Linked DNA regions of Sus scrofa: region 2 is linked to region 1. A link is a contact called in public Hi-C data. All regions are on one chromosome and are shown on one strand. The core of a region is the stretch at or near the end of the contact, and the rest is flanking DNA. Distances in the headings are between cores, read along the strand shown.

The links. Hi-C and Micro-C count contacts between places; a contact is called where the count stands out from the background.
Region 2: a contact with region 1 is called in a Hi-C map of skeletal muscle, with 6 times the contacts expected there. The contact joins two enhancer-like sites. A contact is called at or near these places in 2 of 47 Hi-C or Micro-C datasets (liver and skeletal muscle) and 1 of 2 datasets of contacts at active chromatin or transcription factors (skeletal muscle).

The regions. Positions count from the first base shown.
Region 1 is chr17:37,980,748-37,986,568 of Sscrofa11.1, reverse strand. It overlaps PIGU (phosphatidylinositol glycan anchor biosynthesis class U), which reads left to right. Exons shown (of 12, transcript NM_001185136.1): 10 at 592-716. Among named protein-coding and RNA genes, the nearest start is that of MAP1LC3A, 26 kb to the right of the region's middle. Within about 2 kb of position 2,893, at least 35 of the 83 cell types and tissues checked have an H3K27ac peak or open chromatin away from gene starts, as enhancers often do. A contact at or near this core is called in skeletal muscle, where this site is marked.
Region 2 is chr17:38,125,482-38,131,302 of Sscrofa11.1, reverse strand. NCOA6 (nuclear receptor coactivator 6) reads left to right here. Exons shown (of 16, transcript XM_021078293.1): 13 at 2,395-2,463; 14 at 5,467-5,503. Among named protein-coding and RNA genes, the nearest start is that of TP53INP2, 24 kb to the right of the region's middle. Within about 2 kb of position 2,997, at least 1 of the 83 cell types and tissues checked has an H3K27ac peak or open chromatin away from gene starts, as enhancers often do. A contact at or near this core is called in skeletal muscle, where this site is marked.

The sequences.
Region 1 (5,821 bases), core at 1,644-4,143:
CAGCCAGTCTTACTAGATTAAGGACGCAAGAACTCCATTTCCAGCCCTTAAGAGCGAAAAGCTGCATGCAGCTCTCAGTTCTCTTTCAGGAAAGGAGCTCATCATAGCTAAAGGTCTCTGGACCCCACTGACCATGTTGTCAGAGAGAAAAGCCTCAGCAAGGAGGCACTTCCTGCCCTGGGTCCAATGTCAGAGGGGCCTCTGGCAAGGGCGGCTGCCTCTTTACGCTGACAAGCAGTCATTTAAGCCCAGTAATAAAGGACGCTGACTTCATTTGTTTTCTTCCTCCACAGCTCCTGGGGGAAGGCTCAGAGCGGTGGGGGAGGGGTTGATGGGAAGTGTCTCTGTGGACTGTTTCTCAGTGTTTGCTGGGCTCTCCTCCCCACCTCTGGGCATCTTCCGGTCCCCGCAGTTTTCTGCTTCTGCTACTTGGCCTGGCCCTGTGTCTTGTGGGTAGCAGAGCCAGCCCTCTGTGAAGACCCCAGAGAGTACTTTTGGATTTGAATCGAGGGGTGGGGTCAGGAGTCTCTGGGGTGGCCTGGTCCCTGACTGACCTTCCTCTCTCTGTCTGCCCTGCCCCGCCTTCCCCAGGGAACACCCTGTCTTCTTCATGTTCATCCAGATTGCCATCATCTCCATCTTCAAGTCCTACCCGACCGTGGGGGATGTGGCCCTCTACATGGCCTTCTTCCCCGTGTGGAACCACCTCTACAGATGTGAGTACTCCTACCTCTGACCCCATGCTGGCAGATTGGTGTCCCCCGGCCAGGGAAAAAGGAATGAATAGGCACTTGCTGTGCTAGCAGCACTGATCGGCCGGGACACCATGTACAATATCTGCCTCCTTGGTGCTGTGGACTAGTGATGATAATAAAAATAACTACGTTTATTGAGCACTTACAGTATACCTGGCCACTGTGGTTCTAAGAGTGTTACACACGTTGGCTCATTTTATCTTCACACCAGACTCTGAAGAAAGTATCCCCATTTTGCAGATGAGGAAACTGAGGTACAGAAAAGTAGAGCCACTTGTTCCTTGACTGGTAGGTAGAAGGGCTGGCGTCAGATTCCAAACCTGTGAGCCTCCAGCCAGTGCTGTCCATTTGGGCTTTCTGTGGATAGTCCCATAGAATAGCCACCAGTATGCTAAGAAACTGAATTTTTAACTTCAATTTAAGAAGGCACACACAGCTAGTAGCTGTTGTGTTGGACAGTGCGGCACTAGGCCTTGGCTTTGAACCATTTCCCAGTGGTGTGTCGAAAGATCCACAGAAGACAGACAGGCAACATTAGACTTCCTGCCTGCTGTGAAGACCCCTTAAGCTCTAACCATCCCTTCCTCAAAAGGTGGCCTAGTGGTGATCTAGTTATGCTTTCTAGTGTTTCCTAGTGTCTCCCTCAGTCTGGCTCTTCACCCCCTATGTGAGTTCTTTTCAGTGTTTGTGGGCTCCCCAAGGGTAGGCTCATGGCTCCCTCACCTCTGTGTCTCCAGCACCCAAGATCAAACCTGACACACAGAACAACTCAGCACATGTTTGTGCTTGGCTCTTTGAAACCTCTCTAGTAAAGAGGCAGTGCCAGTGGCCCAGTACCACTCGATTCTCTAAACCGGGAAGGGAACTGTTGAACTTTCCTTGCCTAAGGTGGGTGCACAGCAAGGTGTCAAGAATGAACCCAGGCAGGGCAGACTTCAGAGGAAGCAAGTCTTTGTTATTGTTTTGGGACTGCTGGGTGTCAACCAGGAAGTGAAACTGATCAGCTGTTAGAAAGAACTCTACCTGTAGGAGTGGGCCTCTGAGTGAAGATAAACAGGCGAGTGGGCAGGCCAAGCCCTGCTGCTCCTGCAGGTGATGCCTGGTAGGGTGGTGGCCAGGCAGCTTGACTGGAAGCAGGAAGTGGCATCTTCTGCCTGCGACACCCTCATTACACAGTCAAGAATCATCCAGTCCAGCAGCCTCAGAGTCCGCCTGGCGCCCCTTGGCAGAGTGGCCAATGGCAAGTCACAGGGCATAGGAACCTACCCCAGTTTGTGACAGGGTGGGTCTTGGGGATGTTGATCCCCTTTCCCCTCCAAATGGAGTCGTTTTTGGCTGCATCTCCCTCGGGGAATATCTTTCATCTCCTATTGCTGAACATGGTCTGGAGCCAGATTGCCTTGAGTCTGAGTCCTGGCTTTCCCATTATAGCAAGTTATTTAACCTTTCTGAGCCTCCCGTTTTTTTCATCTGTCATATGGGGAGAATATCTTTCATGGGCGTTTCAAGTTTGAGAAAGAAGAAAATGTAAATAGCACTGCAGTTATTAATAGTAGTGATAATTATGCAGGGGTTGCAGGGCGGAGGGGTCTCCTGCATAGTTTTATGATCAAAGCCAGCCTTAGGCTTGGTACCCACAGTCATTCAGAGTCACTGAAATAAACATATTTTTCAAAACTTGAAATAAGCTATTTTATGCCCTCTGGGGTGGTGAGGCACAAAAAAATAAGGATGGCGTTTCTGAAACCCTGGATGATCTAATAGATGCTGTTGCTGGCTGGCTGGGCAAGTTTAGTTCATCTGAAGGTTCCTGCAGAGAGCCTGGGCTGCCACCTCTCGAGGCGCAGCTCCTGTGGCAGAAGGTACTCGTGCTCACGATGTCTGTTTGGGGCATGGCAGCTGTGAGTCATTACATTCAGCCTGGACCTGTGGAGATTCTGCAGAGTCTGTGTGCCTAGGTTGAATATATTCAGCCTTCTAATGTGGTTAAGAATTCAGTTTAAACATTAGTTCCAGTGCCAACATGCCTGCTCGCACATTCACTGTTTTGTTTTTCTGTCCGGCTCAGTGGGGAGAAGAGGCACGTGGGCCCCTCCCTGAGTGCAGGTCCCAGACGCTGGGACTCTGTGGGGCTTGGGGCCAGGATGAATCATACGAACGCGCAATTGCGGTGTTAGGGAACAGCCTGCTGGCAGAGCCCGTGCCAGCCTGCAGTGGTCCAGCTCAAAGAGCCAATTACCAAAGGGCTGGATTGTGTGTCTGTGTGTGTGTGTGCTTTATTTTGTTTTTATTAACTGTTTTATAGTGATAAAAGAATACTGATTTTAAAATACACATTAATTATAAAAAATAACACAACAAAGTCCTATATACCCAGAACCTAGTTTAAGAAAAGAAACATCACCACCATGACCTTTGAAGTCCCTAAATCCCCTCTGTTCCCCTCCTGATGGGACTGGATTCTTCAAGTGGGATTTTATTTCTGAATAAGCCTGAGACTCAGGGAAGGAAAATGACTTGCCTGAAGTTTTGGCTTGTCAGCAGTGGAGCCAGAGATCAGAGAAAGTCACCCAGTAAACGTGGTGGGGAATCTGATTCCATCTGGCCTAGCACAGCTGATGAAGGGTGAACCCTTGCGTCTCATCAGGCCCGGGTCATCTCTTACATCTCCGATACCTCCTAGTGCCTGGAACAGGCCGTCCTGTGCCCCAGGTCCCTGGCTCCATCTGCTCTGGCATGTAGCTATAATCCTCTGGCCTGTCAGCCAGCAAGAGTGAGCAGCAGCTCCCCAGTCCTGCAAAGGTCACCACAGGCCAGAAGCCAACTGGACGCTGGTGACGACGGTTCCTCCAGGCACATGGGAATGTATCCTTGCAGCTCTTTGTGACTGCACCCAGGAGCGGCATGTGAGCCTCTCTCAACCTCTTGGTCATCTGTTGTCACCGAGTCTGAAATCCAAAGGGACTAGAAGAATAGAACAAAAATCCACTTGGGCCATCAGGCCACAGGAGTTTCATCTTAGGAATAGTGTATGTTCTTTTCAGCAAAATAATTTCCAGGGGATCAGAAAGAACCACTGAGAAATGTAAAGGACCACCAATGTTGGAGTTCTCCTTTCTTGAAGATATAATTTAATATTTATTAAAAATATGTTTATTAATAATAACAAGCATAATTCTCAGTGTACACATCCCTTTTCCCAGACTTCTGTTTCTGGGAGCAAGGACAAGGCTTCCAAGAAGTCTCAGGCTTGAGTCAGGGCTTTCACCTCTCAGCTTTGAAAGCCCAGGATCCTGGAAATTCAGATCAGAAAAGAGGACCTTGCAAGTCCTCCAGGCGAGCGTTTCCAAATTTTGGGGTTTCATGGACCACTAACATTTCAAAAGATCCTGGTGACCAAGTTGCCAACTTTTTGTTTTACTGAAGAAATTAAAACAGTCAGGAGTTACCTGGTGGCACAGCTTTGCTGTGGCTCTGGTCGCAACTGTGGCTCTGGTCGCAGCTGTAGTGTGGGTTCGAAATCTGGTCCTAGAACTTCTATATATCGTGGATGCAGCCAAAAACAAAAACAAAAAAAGAAAACAAAACAAAAAACAGTCAACTACTAGTTATTCATCCCCATTTCATAAAAGGAAGGACATTTTAACAACAGCAGCCAGCAGCAAGACACCTATCATTTTTCAATAAAGAGGGAACGTTAAGTTGAAAACATTCAGCTTTAAGAAAACTCCGAACTACCTTGTCCTGATGATTCTCAATGTGACACAGACCCATGAAGTCTCTGTTACAGACTGGTGTGGGCTGCTTATTTGGTAAGGGTCTATAGCTGTACACCAGTGGGTCCCAGTCTTGGCTGCGTATTGGAATCACCAGGGGAGCTTTTAGAAACCAGTATGGACGCCTGGGCCCCACCCCTGTCGACTCTGATTGACTTAGTCTGGGCAGGGCTCCCCAGATGAGTTCATTTTACAACCAGAATTGAGAACCTTGTCTGTAATCCAGTCCGCCTTCCAGTGCATGAACCGCCAGGATAGCATTTCAACCAAGTCACTGTACAACTGAGACAAGAGGCCTTAAGGTTCATCCCTTAAATGTCCCAAAACTCTGACTTGGGAGAAGGGATTTCCTGAAGGTCAGGATCAGAGAGGGGAAGGGAACTTCTGATCATTAAGTGCCTGCCAGGAAACTTACCTGAGCTTTTTTAAGTGCTAAGTTTTTGGTGTTTTTGTTTTTTTTTTTTTTTAAGTGCTAATTTTTAAGGCATTCTTTTAATTAATTTTAAATAATATTTATTAGTTTATTTAAAAATGCAATAAAGTATAAAGAAACGATAGCATATAATCCTACTGTCAGAGATCCCCTATTGAATTAAATGGAAAATAAAAGCACAGTGTGGTAGGCAGAATAATGCCTCCTACAAAGATGGCCACCCCACAATCCCCAGAACCTGTGACTACATCACTTTACATGGTCAGAGGGTCTAAAGTATAATTGGAAGGCAGAAGAGGAGATCATAGTGATACAATGTGAGAAGGACTTAATCCATCATTGCTGGTTGAAAAAGGAAGGGGGTCATGGGCCAAGAATGTAGGCAGCCTCTACACACTACAAAGGCAAGGTCACGGATTCTCCCCTAGAGCCACCAGAGGGAAGGCAACCCTGCAGGTACCCTGATTTTAGCCTGTGGACTTCTGACCTCCCGAAATGTAAGATAGTAAATAAATGTAAGATAGTAAATTGTATTGTTTAAGCCACTTAAGTTTGTGGTGATTGGTTACCGCACCAATAAAAAACACGGCAGTATATCTGTGCCAGCTTTTCCACACATCTTGTTTATTTCATGGGATGCTCCCACAAAGTAGGCATTTTAGCCCTATTTTAGAGATGGGGAAGCTGGGACTCAGAAACTTGCTGGCAGAGGAGGAATTTTTACCAAGATCTCTCTGAGGCTAAATCTGCAGCCCACAGTCAGGCTGCCTTCTCCACCAGCAGAGTTCGGCCTGCCTGCCCTCGAACCACCCTCTGTACCAGGTCCTCTGGGAGCTTGGTGAGGGGGGCGCTTCGGG
Region 2 (5,821 bases), core at 1,748-4,247, 140 kb before region 1:
TTAGGTTAGCACAGGGCTAGACTATAGTAATCATTCAATGAAAGGTAAAGAATTGTTATTACCAGTCTCTTTGAAAACTAGACCTTTCCATTCATGTATTTCTAGCTCAGAGTTCCTGTGTACTGTTAAGGTAGGCTAATGATGGCAGCATAGATGTCCTTATATCTCCCTTTCCTTTGCATTCCCCCCCCCCACACACACACACGCATGCACACGTGTTCCTCCTTCTGTAAGGCTTAAGTGGTACAGAAGCTCTTTTTCCCCAGAGTGGACTCAGTCGAACACTGCCAAAGCTGGAAGGACCTTTGTTGTATCCTAGGGCCACCAATAGTGCCTGTCTTGTTTATGCAGCTAAAATGTTTTGAGGAGCAGAAGGAACACAAACTTCAGTGAAGGATCAGAGTTCAAATTCTAGCTCCAGTGGTTACCAGTTGCAGTTGGATAAATCCTTTAACTTCTTGTAAGCCATGTACTTCACCTGTAAAATGGAGATTGTAATTCCTACCTCTGACAGTTTATACAAAGATTTATTGAGAGGGCTTAGCATGAAGGCCAGCACACTTTCTCACACAGAGCCTTGCAAAGGCTAATTCCCCTTCTCTTTGCCTCTTCACTTCAGTGCTAGAGTTACAAGGAGAGAGGAAGGTCTCCAAGGAGTTCTCTGCCCTTGCAGGAGACAGAGACTTCATAGGGCTGGGCACTCTAGATTTCTGGTTCTAGCGCTATAAATGTAGGTGAGCCCTAAGAATATTTTAAAAACCTTGTGTGACTTATATTCTCTGCTATTAAATGTTTCCATTCTACTTTCTTTCAGGAAACTTTTCCCTCCAGTACCAAGAGAATAATGATGAAATGATTAGAAAATATTCTTATCTGGATCATATACAATCCTAGAAAAATATGTGAGCCTTAGAGAGGTGAACTAGCAGTTGGAAAAAACTTCTCAATTTTAGTTAAGATTATTTCCATTCTTTTTCAAGGGGCTTCTGTGCTTTTACTTTGACAGTGTGAGAAACCAATGGTGGAGTAAAAAGTAAAAGTTAAGGTATAGTTTTAAGCTTTATTAGTTTTAAGCATCCAAATTCTTTTTTTTTTTTTTTTCCTGTCTACATCTGTACCCACTGTATTCCATATGTTCCCAGGCTAAGAGTTGAATCCAAGCTGTAGTTGCCAGCCATAGCAACACTGGGTCCAGGCCTCATCTCGTGGTGACCTACACCACAGCCCACAGCAATCCCGGATCCCCAACCCACTTAATGAGGCCAAGGATAGAACCCAAGTCCTCATGGATCCTAGTCGGGTTCATTACCGCTGAGCCACGATGGGAACTCCAGCATCCAAATTCTTAACATAAATGCATCATTGACTAGGGAAAGAAATCTGCAGAAATCACCATTTCCACAAGAGGATGAAACTTGTGGCAGAGTTTATCTAGGACATTAGACTGAGTGTCAAGATGGTAGGACATAACCTTGAATGACTGTGGCATATCTGTCCCCTCAATCTTTAACGTATGATCCAAGAAATTTCCATTCTAGAGTACATTGTGCATTCTGTTCCATTCCTCTTCAAGGGCCTGAGATCTCTCTGTCCTTCAAAGCCTAATCCTGATGTTTCTCCCTTTAATATACCTTCAGATTTCTCAATCTAGCGTTGATCGCCTTTTCTTTGGACTCTCATAGCGTTTTGTACTTTATGACTCTGGCTCACATAATGTTATAGTTCACTTCAGTGTACCACATCTTATATTTAATACTAGACTGAGTTCCTGATGGGCAAGAACAATGTAATTTGGTCTCTAAGTTTGCTTGGCACAGAGCCTCGCCTCTAGTAAATTCTTGGTAACTGTTAATTAGTAGATAACATATCAAATTGATTTGGTTTATTAAATATGAATTGAATACTAGTTTTATGCCCATCGCACTTGACAAATACTGTAAAAAAGTACAGAATAAATTATATGATTCATTTCAGGTCTCAAGGAATGTAGTTTTTAGAGGGATGAGCAATTTTTCAAAGGCCAAGGTTGAATGGTGTAATTTTCCATCTGTAAGTGGTTTGTTGCCTACTAAGGTTTGCCGTTGGGTTTTTTAGAGTACTGGACAGAACTTGACCCCAAGAGGTAAAAATTATGGGTACTATTGTCTCGTGGCCATGTTGTCCCTTGATCTTTGTATATACAAAAAAGGAAGAACATCCCTAGCAGTAGTCTTTGTTAGTGAATGTTAAAGTAGTTAATTAAATTTTGAAATATGTTTTCAAAGCCAACTTCAGTATTGTCCTCTAAGAGTATGTGTATTTCAGCCACTACTTAGCCCTTGATTCAGTCAGTATTTTCTGCTTTGTTTAGAAATGAAGGTAAAAGACTGCTCGTTTTTGTTTTTCTTGCCTCAGCCCCTTCACAGAATTTAATCCCAAAGGAAACTCCAGCCACAGCACTGCAGGGGTCTGTTGCCAGACCAGGTAAGGTCCACCTTGGAAAAATTTTTTGAATGGAATGAATAACATGTGAAGGAACCACTGCTATCCTCATTGTGCCAGGAAGTGGCTGAAACGGTCTTACCTGCTTCAGAGCAGACTTCAGTTGAGTGGCAGAGCTTGTGCAGTACTATTTGAGGTTATTTTTCTCCTGACCGGCTTGCTTTCTGACGCATTCCTGGGGTCAGCCAGGGAACTCAAGAAGGGCATCTCAGTGCCCATTGTCTGTCTGCCACCCAGTTGTGGGTGGTTTCCATTGCAGAGTTTGCCCTGTTCCATGACCCCGGCACCCATAGCTGGCAGCTGCCTGATTGGCATGTAGTAATTTGCTGGGGTGGCAAGCATCACTGCATTATGAAGGTAATTACATTATCCTGACAGGAGTAGAGGCTTGTTCAGAGAGTCTCTGCTGTCGTGAGGTAGCCATTCCTCCAGGGGATCAGTCATTTCAGTCATTTCTGGATGGCATTAAGTTTCTTCCCATGACCAAGATATTGTAAATAGCACTAGAGATGGAGTTTCTGGAAGGTGGAGTCCGTGGTAATCTGACAAATAACTGCTGTAGGCTGCTGGGTCAGCTCTGAACGCATTAGGATCTTGATGGCAGTGACAGCGCACTGCCCTCATAGATTAGATGGCTGAAGCTGATAAAGAGCATGGTTCGTTATAGTTTAGTCTTGCCTGGCTCTTTGTCACTGTAGGTTATTGAGGGGTACCAACAAAAGAAAAAGAGAAGTATGATTGCTTTTCACAAGAAGGTTAGAATCTCAGTGACAATACAATTCACACATTTGACAAAATTAAGTTTTAAAAATATACAGCCATGTTTAATTTTGAGTCTAAGCCAGTAAAAGTTGTGATTATTTTAAAACCTGCTTCAGGGTGCCATGTCCTATATTATGGATAGGACTTTCTGTTGTATATACTTTGGTATAGACTTTAAGTAAAACCAGGCCTCTGAAAAAATGGATGAGGAAAAAAAAAAATTAGCCACCCAGATTCTGCCTTTGCTACATGATACCTGAGAAGGGTAGGAATGGAGCAGATTACTCAGAGAAGAAATTAGATTGTAAAACTCACTTTTTTATGAGAAAGGGAGCGATTAGAAGAGGGAAGGGAATTCCATCTCCTGCCCCAACTCTTTTCTCCAGAAAATGGGCTTTACCATATCATATATCCTCCTTCTCAGAGTAATTAGCTGAAGAATCTTGTTCCTTTTGAAAGTTTGGCTTAAATGAATCTCCTAAAAATACTCACTAAGCCAATAATTGCCTTCATTAAATCCCTTTGGTCTCCACTTACATGAATTAGCTGTGATAGTGTTAAAATTCTCAAAAGCGTTGAATTTTGTTTCAAAAAAGCAAACCAGGAGTTCCCGTTGTGGCGCAGTGGTTAACGAAGCCGCAGTGGTTAACGAATCCGACTAGGAACCATGAGGTTGCAGGTTCGGTCCCTGGCCTCGCTCAGTGGGTTAACGATCCGGCATTGCCATGAGCTGTGGTGTAGGTTGCAGATGCGGCTCGGATCCCATGTTGCTGTGGCTCTGGCGTAGGCCGGTGGCTACAGCTCCGATTCAACCCCTAGCCTGGGAACCTCCATATGCCACGGAAGCAGCCCAAGAAATAGCAAAAAAGACAAAAAAAAAAAAAACAAAAAAAAAGCAAACCAAAATTTTTTTGTAATCAACTTTTTTTTGGCTTGAGCTGTTTTTACATTTGAACACACAGTACCTATTTCTCAGCTCTAGCAGAGCCAGCAAGGCAGCAGAGACTCAGTGAGGTTTCTTCTGGAGAGTCTCCAGGTTTTATGGATTAGATATGGGGAGCTAAATAGCAAATGAGAAGCAAAAATTCCCTTCTGCCATCTTTGAAGGCAGAGAAGTACAGCCTCCTTACATAAAGACTGCATCAACATGAGCATCATAGCAATACTAATAATGGCTAATATTGAGTAATTACCAAGTGCCAGGTGCTATATACTAAGTTTTTTAGATGCATTGTTCCATTTAATCTTTTTAACTTGGAGGTGGGTAGTGATCCCTTTTTTTTTTTTTTAGCACAGAGAGGTCAAGTAACTTGCCCAATACATGGCTACTAAACAATGAGGTCAAAATAACCCAGGCACTCTGACTTCACTGCCTTCAGGGAGATGACTGTGCAGTAAGTAAGGCAGGTTAGACATGTATGCTGAGTCTGTGATGCTGAATTCCCTGAAAGGGGGAACAGGTAAAGGGCTGTGGGAGACCAGAGGCAGGAGAGATCACTGCCGACTGGTGCATCAGGGATGGTCTTTTGCAAAAGATGAAACTACCTAAAGGTGTATGATGGAGGAAGAAGGTGTTTTTCTGCTGGTGCTGAGAAAGAAGTGCCTGGTAAACCCATAGGATGCTCATTTAAGCAAACGCTTTTAAACAAATTACTGAGAGTTTCCTTTCTTGGAGGGCATTGCTGAGAGGTTGAGGAAGAGAAGAACATAGTGGGGTATTTAGGCAATATCTCAGAGTACAGCAATCTGCCCTCTAAAATTCAGTGAAGAAATCCTTTGGAGGAGAATGCATCCTTAATAGATATTTGAGACATAGTTGAAGATTGCTGTTTAAAAAAATATGTCAAGAGGGTAAAGATAGTCTAAGAATGAAAACAATCTCTTTCACATGAGAGGAAGAGGATTATTTTACTAACCTAGTGATAGCTGGATGAAATATGAACCAGGCAGTGTGGATTCAGTTTGGTTGATCCAAACAAGATAATTTCACAGTATGGAGTAGAAATAAAAATAGACTGAGTAAAGTGTCTTATGCCCAGACAGCCGAATTTTGCCTGTGCCAACTCTCTCTATATACCATGTTAAGATAAGGATGCTGCTATGCATGGAAACACATTAGCCTAAACAGGGCATTCAGAATTTTCATAGACACCTAGCTTCTCCCTGTGGACATATACACCAGAAGCTCATACATCTCATTTCTGTCCTTTGTATTTTTAACAGAACTCGAAGTAAATGCTACCATGGTCTCTGGACAAAGGTAAGATGATCATTTCTGCAGGCTTAGCATGAATATGGCATAAGCCACTTTGAAGGGTTATCACCTTTCTCAGCCTTTAAACCTCTCTTCACCTTGTCTTTTTCTTTCACTCTTTGTACCAGTCTTTCCTACTGAAGTAGGGAGCTGTCATCAGCCCCAATCCCTCAGAGATAATATTTCTTTTTTTTCTTTCTTTCTTTCTTTCTTTTTTTTTTTTGGCATATGGAGGTTTCTAGGCTAGGGGTCTAATCAGAGCCACCGGCCTACGCCATAGCCACAGCAACACCAGATCTGAGCTGTGTCTGTGAACTACACCAC